Regions from separate parts of the Sus scrofa genome. Here regions 2 and 3 are each linked to region 1. A link is a contact called in public Hi-C and promoter capture Hi-C data. All regions are on one chromosome and are shown on one strand. Each heading gives the region's core, a stretch centred on a gene start, on an enhancer-like site or on the middle of the called end of the contact. The rest is flanking DNA. Distances are from core to core; before and after follow the strand shown. Region 1 overlaps ACE2 (angiotensin I converting enzyme 2). Region 2 holds the start of PIR (pirin). Region 3 overlaps TMEM27 (collectrin).

Region 1 (2,784 bases), core at 281-2,780:
CGTGCTATTCCTTGATCTCTACTTCCACCTGCTGGAGCGACTGCTCCTTTCTCTTTCAGCAACTTTTTCCTGAACCGTGCAGATACACAAGCCATTGGTTTAGTGCTGAATATCAAGAACAAGTGACCTTGCTTTTAAAAACATTATCCTTTTCCTTTGAAACTCAAATCTCTTTTACATTTATACACATCTGCAAACTTACTAAAAAAAAATAGTCAAAACTCAGCGTATATGGACATTGTAACCCAAACCAAGGGCTCACCTGACTCCCACCTATAAACCTGACTCCCACCTATAAACCTGACTCCCACCTATAAACCTGCCCTCGGGTGTTTATTTCAGCTGACATCGAACTAAACTGAAAGGGCCAGTGAAGCCAGTGGTTCTCAAAGCGAGGTTGCTGAACGAGCAGTGTTAGCACCACCTGGGAGCTTGTTAGAGCTGCAGGTCCCTGGGTCTTGTCCCTGACCTTCTGAATCAGAGACCCCGAGGCTAGGCCCCCCCGTGTGCCATGGTTGAGCAAGCCCTCCACGCGATGCTGAGGTACTAATGCAGAGTAAGAATCTTTGGAATATTAGACAATTTAAAAATAATGCGGGTGGAGTACCAGGTTGTAATGTGCCCCACAGTCTCTCCTGAGCAGTGTTTTTCTTTTGAACTTGCAGTATGAATGGAATGACAATGAAATGTATCTGTTCCGGTCATCTATTGCCTACGCCATGAGAAATTATTTTTCAAGTGCCAAAAATGAGACCATTCCATTTGGGTGAGTGGATTTGCTGTGCCCTCAAGTTACTCCAGCCAGGGAGTTCCCGTCGTGGCTCAGTGGAAACAAATCCAACTAGGAACCACGAGGATGCAGGTTCGACCCCTGGCCTCGCTCAGTGGGTTAAGGATCTGGCATTGCCGTGAGCTGTGGGGTAGGTCACAGATGCGGCTCGGATCTGGTGTTGGTGTAGGCCGGCAGCTGTAGCTCTGATTCGACACCTAGCCCGGGAATCGCCATATGCCTCGGGTGCAGCCCTAAAGAAAGAAAAGAAAAAGAAAAAAGTTACCCCAGCCAGTAACCCGTGGGTTGGAGAAAATATTATGCTTCAACTTTTCTTCAAGTGAAATTAAGAAAAACTTCCTAATAACGTTTAAACCTCTTAGCTCTCCTGGAACGTGGACCACTCTGTTTAGGGGTGATTGTGGCTTAGTTGACTTGTAGATGGCACGAGCATTGTTACTCAGTGGCCTCTCCTGGCCTCTTCTCCTCCCCTTCCCTCCTCTCTCCTCTTTTCCTCTCCCATTCTTTCCACCTCTCCTCTCATTGAGCTTATATTCTAAAGTGTGTGTTTTATGTGTGTGTGTTGTAGACAATCAACAAAACATGTAGGTGAAATATAGTAGAATTCGATGGTGACAAGGGTGAGGGAGAAAAACAACAGAAAGGGGGCTGGAGACTGCTGGTGTGTGTGTGTTGTGTGTAGAGTTCAATTTTAACTAAAATGGTCAGAGAAGGCCTGTTAATAATTGAGCAAATAGCTGAAGCAGGAGAGAGAGCCAGAGGTGCAGAAAATGAGGGCAGTGTTTCCGTTGGGAAAATAGCAGGTGGAAAGATCCCGAGGAGCAAATATCCTTGACCTGCTGGAGGAGCTGCCAGGAGGCCAGCGTGGCGGGAGCCGAGGGAGCGAATAGAAGACAGTGGGGACTGGGCCACGGGGGTGGGAAGGCGAGGAGAAGGTGCCTGTGCACCTCAAAGCCCTTCCAAGGCCATCGGCTTTGCTGCTGAGTGAGGAAGCCTCTGCGCCCCATGATCTGCCTTGGGTTTCACTGGGCTGCATCTGGTGGCGTGAGAGCGCAGTCCTGCCACATTGTACTGTGAACCCCCCGCCTCCCCCTCCGCGTGGGGGTGGCACGAGGTCTTTTGCTGGGAGGGGCAGAGCTGGAAGATGTAAACGCACCACTCCTGCCCATGGAACCGAGCCCTTGCCGCCCACCATGCTGTTGATCACAGTCCTTGGTCGCCACTGACTCCTTGCTGATGCTGCTGCGGCTTCCCGTTTGAAATATTTCTATCCTTGAATAAAAAAAACCTATGGTTCTTATGTGATGGCAGAACCAGTAGTGCCAAGACTTGCCATCTCAACCTGCATAGATGAGTTCCTGTGCTTTGGGCCGTGTTAAGGCTGAGTGGACCGGCGGGCCCTTCCATTGCCGGCCCTGCCCGTGTCCCTCTCCCTCAGCCCGGGGTCCTCCCCCACGCTGCTTTCCCCAGCAGGAGCTCTGGACAGCGTCCTCTGTGCCAGCGGGGAAGCTGTGTCCTTTGTTTCTCCACAGGGCGGAGGACGTGTGGGTGAGTGACTTGAAGCCAAGAATCTCCTTCAACTTCTTTGTCACCTCACCTGCCAACATGTCTGACATCATTCCCAGAAGTGACGTCGAAAAGGCCATCAGGTAATGACGTCCTTTCCAGGGCCAGGGGCTCAGCTGGGGGCGCAGCAGCAGGAACTACTAGTTGGCGTGTCCCCAGGCGCCCGGCAGTGTCCCGGGTCATTTACATGTTGTCCTTCATCTTAAAAACGCGGGTCTGAACTCCAGGAGGATCTCGTAGCAGGGGGGTTGTCTTAACTGAGTTTCCCCAGGTGCAGGTCCTTAGACAAGGGTTGGAGTGTTGGAAGTCTGTTTGGGAGCTGATCTCAAGAGACGCTGATGGGAGTTCCTGTCATGGCACAGTGGTTAACGAATCCGACTAGGAACCTTGGGGTTGCGGGTTTGATCCCTGGCCTTGCTCAGTGGGTT
Region 2 (3,057 bases), core at 133-2,632, 72 kb after region 1:
TCTTTTCACAAAATGTACAACCTGGAACGTGAAGGGCTTAAAACAATCGTGTTTATTTGCTCACAAGCCTCTGGGTCCAGAAGTTGGATGTTCGTGCCTTGTCCACATGGCGTCAGCTGGGGCACCCGTGGCAGGAGGAGCCACTTCCCAGATGACTTGTTTGTCTGTATGGCTGGCACTGCAGTGTCCTTGGCCTCTGGCCCCTTCCTCACACGGCGTTTCTTCTTCCAGGACCTTTCCACGTCGCGTGCTGCTCTCAGAGTCCTCGCTCTTCTTACATAGCAGCCGGCTTCCCAGACGCTGGAACCAGAAGCTGCCAGGCCATTTCAGAGCCACACCCAGAATTGGCACAGTGTCCCCAAGGAGGATAAACAATGACCTGTAGGTGGGATGACCGCCACATCAAACATCTCACCCAAACCTGAGGGGACAGACAGGCCAGATTTCCTAGAGGGAGTCATGTGGAGACTGAGAGCTGAAAGAGGAGTGGGGATGAGCCAGATCAAGGAGAAAGAAAGTTCTAGGCACAGCAAGCCAGTAAGAGGGTGAATGCACATTCTAGAGCTTAAAAAATTCAGCATAATGGAAAGAGGGTGTGTGTGTGTGTGTGTGTGTTTGTCCTTGAGCAAGTGTCAGCCTGCTGAGTGTGGGGCTGGGTTCAAGACATCGCAGGGCTTTGGCTTGAGGGCAATGAAGGTTTGAGGCAGCTATGCCATTTCCCTGTGTCTTGGAGAATGCTCTGCTAAGCAGAGAAGATAGATGGTGGCCATCAAAATGGGAAGCACTGGATATGTTTAAGAGATATTTAAGAGAGAAGAGGAGCGGAATCCACAGACTTTCAAGATAGAGGAGTTAACTTTTTGATAGGCGATGCAGCAGCTTTTTTTTTTTTTTTTTTTTTTTTGATTTTATGGCTGCACCTGTGGCATATGAAGTTCCCGCGCCAGGAATCAAATCCGAGCCTTTAACCCACTGCGCCAGGCCAGAGATTGAACCCGTGCCACTGTAGTTGAGTTCTTAACCCACCGTGCCACAGTGGGAACTCCAGAAGCATTTACTAAAAACCAAAACCTGTCAGACAGAGCGCCCTTGGTTCTGTTTTGTTTGGAGACAGCTGCAGAGCTAAGTATAATGATGATAAATAGCAATATTATTTCATTGCACTTTTTGTATTCATGGCAGCTTTCTTTTTTCTTTTTTTAATTCAATGAATTTTACTTATAGTTGTACAGCTATCATCACAACCTAATTTTACAACATTTCCATCCCAAACCCCTAGCCCATCCCTCCCTCCACAACCTGTCTCCTTTGGTAACCCTAAGTTTTTCAAAGCCTGGGAGTCAGTTTCTGTTCTGCAAGTGAGCGCATTGTATCCTTTCTAGATTCCACATATAGGTGATGGCATGTGACTTTGTGTCCCACTGTCTGACTGACTGCGCTTCACATGATACTTTCTAGGTCCATCCATGTTGCTGCAAATGCCATTAGTTCATTCCTTTTAATGGCTGACTAGTATTCCATTGTATATATGGACCACATCTTTTTATCCACTTCTCCGCCGATGGACATTTAGGTTGCTTCCATGTCATGGGTATTGTATATAGTGCTGCAGTGAACACACCGGTACATGTGTCTTTTCTAGGCATGGTTTGCTCTGGATAGATGCGCAGGAGTGGGATTGCTGGATCAAATGATAATTCTATTTGTAGTTTTTTGAGGATGCTCCATACTTTTCCATAGCGGTTGCACCAATTTCATGTGTGTTATCTCGTTTAGCTTTGACTCATTTAAGTAAAGCGGAAAGGGGGGATTTGAGCCCCACATAGAAGGAATGGAGTCCTTATTCCTCTACTAACTGTTCTCTCAGAGCAGGGGTTAGTCTGGCCCACTACCTAATTTGTAGTGCCTGTGAGCCAAAAATGGTTTTGAGGCTTTTAAGTGCTTGAACTTAAAAAAAAAAAAAAAATCAAAAGAAGAATAACACTTCATGACAAGCAAAAGTTACGTGAAATTCAAATTGCAGTAACCATAGTGAAAGTTGTACTGAAACAGCTGCGCCCGTTTACTTACAGGTTGCCTCTGGCTCTTTGGTTGCTGCCCAGGCCCCTGGAGCAGCCTCCACAGAGAACACCTGCAAAGCGGTGTTTACTATCTGGCCCTTTACCGACTCCTGTTTTAGAGGAGGCACTTTCGGTCCTTTTTCAAAACCAGGCAATGAGCTTTCGGGTGTTTACAGAACAGAAACCGCGCAGTGGCTTCTGCACCCCCCACGCGCCCCTGGGAAAACTCTCTAAACTCCCGCCCCTTTGTAAGGGGCCAACAGCGGGCAACTAGCCATCGTGTACCGCTCAGGACCTGCCAAGCTCATTTAATTCTCACCACAGCCCCCACCAGGTTGTATTGAATTATCATCGCCATCTCCATTTTACAGTGGAGGAACCCGGGGCCCAGAGAGGCCAAGCCACCTGCCCTAGGTCACGCAGCTGGAAGTGGTGGAGGGCGCATTGGAACCCTTGTAACCAAGCTCCGTGGGCTGCTTACCCGGCGGACTCCAGGTAAAGACACATTTCCTAGTAGGTCGAGCTGGGCCCTTGGCCCTGAACGGAACGCCTGCCCGTCCTACCCACCCCACCCGGGGCCCCCGCACGCCGCTCGCCGCGGGGGCCGGAAGGGCGCGGGGCGGCAGGGCAGCCGAGCCGGCGGGGGGCGAGGGAGCGGCGGGGGGCGGAGCGAAGGGATCGGCGCGGCGGCGGCCTGTCAATCAACGCGGGTGGCCCCTGCCCCGGGCCCCCGAGAGCCACAGGCTCTCGCCTCTCTGCGGCCGCCGGCGGCGAAGCGCTGAGTCACCGTGAGGCAGCTGCGCGGCGCCCCGCGAGCCCGCCCTCGCCGCGCCCCCGCGGCCGCCGGGACCGGAGGGAGGACCCGGGTGGCGCCCGCGGGGCCGGGCGGGCCAGGCCGGCGCAGGCGGTCCGTTGGCAGGACGCCGCCCTCCCCGCCCGCTTCGGACTCTCGGGGGAGTCTCCTAGGGAGCCGACCGGCGATGCTTAAATAGCCCTC
Region 3 (2,903 bases), core at 5-2,504, 84 kb before region 1:
TACTAGTCAGGTTCATTAACTGCTGAGCCACGATGGGAACTCCAAATATGTGTTTTGAGCAAAGCCTGCATAGGGTTCTAGGTCCCTTCCTTTCACCAGTCTTGTCCTATTGTGGAAAACAAGTTGCTCTGCATATTTGAGTCTCAGCTTCTTCATTTGAACAACAGGGACAGTAATAAAATCTGAATAGTATTGCAATAGAATTTAGATGAGATGATAGGTACAAAGCCCTTAGTCTGGTTTCTACACTGTCATAGATACTAATTATCATTGTTTTTGCTATAACATGGCCAATAAAAACGAACCTGTCCACAGTTGCCATATGGTTAGAAAGTAGCGGTACCTGGATTTAAACCAGATGTCCTTGATGCCCGAGCCCCCCAGGCTCACTGTGCTGCAACATCCACTAAAATCCTTCTAGCATCACTGCTGTTTCTCCCTGGAATCGTCCATACTGATTATGATGACAGTTCCAATTCCCCAATAATTAATTCTCTCCCGTTTTGAAATCATATTTGTCTGTCCTTCGTTGTTTTTCTGGCTGTTTCTTGGGCCTTGGCTTTTCAGCCCTATCTTGTTTGAAGGGAGCAGAAATACTCTTTCTGCCTTTAGCTGTCACTGCTTTACCTTGAGCAAACCCTGTTCCTCAACACCCTCTAGGCGCGTGGGCTCCCTGATACAGGCAGACCTCATCTTATTGTACTTCACTTTATTGTACTTTGCAGGTAATTTTTTTTTATATATATAAATTGAAAGTTTGTGGCAACCCTGTGTCAACCAAGTCTTTTGGCAGTATTTTCCCAACATTTGCTGACTTGCTGTCTCTGTGTCACATTTTGATAATTCTTGCAATATTTCAAACTATGTCTTGCACTATTTCTCACTATTGTTATATGTATCATGATGATCTGTGATCAGTGATCTCTGATGTTACTATTGGAATTTGGCGGGGGGAGTGGGGGGACCGTGGGCTCCACAGATCGCGCCCATATAAGATGGCAGAGTTAATGATGAATATTGTGTGTTCTGACTGCTCCACCAACCTGCTATTCCCCATCTTTCTCCCTCTTCCCTGAGACACGGCAGTATTGAAATCAGGCCAATTCATAACCCTACAATGGCCTCTAAGTGTTCGGGTGAAAGGAAGAGACAGAAGTCTGTCACTTTAAATGAAAAGCTAGAAATGATTAAGCTTAGCGAGGAACGCACGTTGAAAACTGGGACAGGATGAAAGCCAGGCCTCTTGCACTGAACAGCCCACTTGTGAATGCAAGGGGAGAATTCCCAAAGGAAATAGAAAGTGCTTCTTCCCTGAACACACAAATGATAAGAAAGTGAAACAGCTTTATTGCTGATGTGGAGAAAGTTTTAGTGGTCTGGATAGAAGATTAAACCAGCTAAAGCATTCCCTTAAGCAAAGGCCTCATCCAGAGCAAGGCCGTAACTCTCTTCAATCCTTTGAAGGCTGAGAGAGGTGAGGAAGCTGCAGAAGAAAAATTTGAAACCAGCAGAGTTTTGAGGAAAGAAGCTGTGTACATGATATAAAAACGCAAGGGGAAGCAGCAGGTGCGAAGGTAGAAGCTGAAGGAAGTTACCAGAGGATAATTCATGAAGGTGGCTACACTAAATAACAGATTTTCAATGTAGACAGAACAGTCTTATATTGGAAGAAGCTACCATCTGGGACGTCCATAGCTGGAGAGAAGTCAATGCCTGGCTTCCAGTCTTCAAAGGACAGGCTGACGCTCTTGCTAGGGGTTAATGCAGTTGGTGACTTTAACTTGAAGCCAGTGCTCATTTACCATTCTGAAAATCTCAGGGCCCTTAATAATTGTGCTAAATCTACTCTGCCTGTGCTCTGCAAATGGAATACCAAAGCCTGGACGACAGCATATCTGTTTGCAACATGGATCACTGGATATTTTAAGCCCACTGTTGAGACCTCCTGTTCCAAAAAAGATTCCTTTCAAAATATTACTGCCCGGTGACCGTGCACCTGGTCACCTGAGAGCTCTGATGGAGCTATGTAACAAGACTAATGTTGCCTTCATGCCTGCTAACACAACATCCATTCTCAGCCCATGGATCAAGGAGTAATTTAGACTTTTAAGTCTTATTATTTAAGAAATACATTTCATAAGGCTATGGTGCCATAGACAGTGGTTCCTCTGATGGACCTGGGCAAAGTCTGTTGAAAACCTTCTGAAGAGGATTCACCATTCTGGATGCCATTAAGAATATTTGTGATTCACGGGTAGAGGTGCAAATATCGACATTTCACAGGCGTTTAGAAGAAGTTGGTTCCAACCCTCATGGGTGACTTGGGGTTCAAGGCTTCAGTGGATGTGATGGAAAAAGCAAGAGAACTAGAATTAGAAATCGAGCCTGAAGATGTGACTGTATTGCTGCAATCCCATGATAAAACTTAACAGATGAGAAATTGCTTTTATGGTTGAAACAAAAAAGTGGTTTCGTGAGGTGGAATCTACTCCTGGTGAAGCTGCTGTGAAGATGATTGAAATGGCAGCAAAGGATATGACTTAATCTTAGTTGATAAAGCAGCGGCAGGATTTGGGAGGATTGACTCCCAATTTTGAAAGAAGGTCTACAGTGAGTAAAATCCAAACAGCATTGCACAGTATATACAGAGAAAGGGGTCACGAAAAAAGAGTCAATCAGAGCAGAAAACTTCATTGTCTTATTTTTAGAAATTGCGACAGCTACCCCAGCCTTCGGCAGCCGCCACCCTGATTCGTCAGCAGCCATTGACACTGAGGCAAGACCCTCCACTAACAAAAAGGTTAAAATTCACTGAAGGCTCAGATGATGGTTAGCATTTTAAAACCTCTAAAATATTTTAAAATTAAGGCATGTACAGTGATTTTTTTAGACATAATGCTATT

What was found. Promoter capture Hi-C pulls out the DNA fragments that hold promoters and counts their contacts. Hi-C and Micro-C count contacts between places; a contact is called where the count stands out from the background.
Region 2: a contact with region 1 is called in a promoter capture Hi-C map of liver, with 4 times the contacts expected there. The contact joins the promoter of PIR here to the enhancer-like site in region 1. A contact is called at or near these places in 1 of 5 promoter capture datasets (liver), 5 of 47 Hi-C or Micro-C datasets (brain, embryonic fibroblasts, liver and 1 more) and 2 of 2 datasets of contacts at active chromatin or transcription factors (alveolar macrophages and skeletal muscle).
Region 3: a contact with region 1 is called in a Hi-C map of liver, with 4 times the contacts expected there. The contact joins two enhancer-like sites. A contact is called at or near these places in 1 of 5 promoter capture datasets (liver) and 8 of 47 Hi-C or Micro-C datasets (embryonic fibroblasts, epiblast stem cells, heart right ventricle and 4 more).

Annotation. Positions count from the first base shown.
Region 1 is chrX:12,105,192-12,107,975 of Sscrofa11.1, reverse strand. It overlaps ACE2 (angiotensin I converting enzyme 2), which reads left to right. Exons shown (of 18, transcript NM_001123070.1): 15 at 666-766; 16 at 2,323-2,439. Among named protein-coding and RNA genes, the nearest start is that of CXH4orf3, 35 kb to the left of the region's middle. Within about 2 kb of position 1,530, at least 5 of the 83 cell types and tissues checked have an H3K27ac peak or open chromatin away from gene starts, as enhancers often do. A contact at or near this core is called in liver, where this site is marked.
Region 2 is chrX:12,032,954-12,036,010 of Sscrofa11.1, reverse strand. PIR (pirin) reads left to right here and starts at 1,382. Exons shown (of 10, transcript XM_005673448.3): 1 at 1,382-2,555.
Region 3 is chrX:12,188,807-12,191,709 of Sscrofa11.1, reverse strand. The region is part of intron 5 of TMEM27 (collectrin); the gene reads left to right. Among named protein-coding and RNA genes, the nearest start is that of TMEM27, 25 kb to the left of the region's middle. Within about 2 kb of position 1,254, at least 2 of the 83 cell types and tissues checked have an H3K27ac peak or open chromatin away from gene starts, as enhancers often do. A contact at or near this core is called in liver, where this site is marked.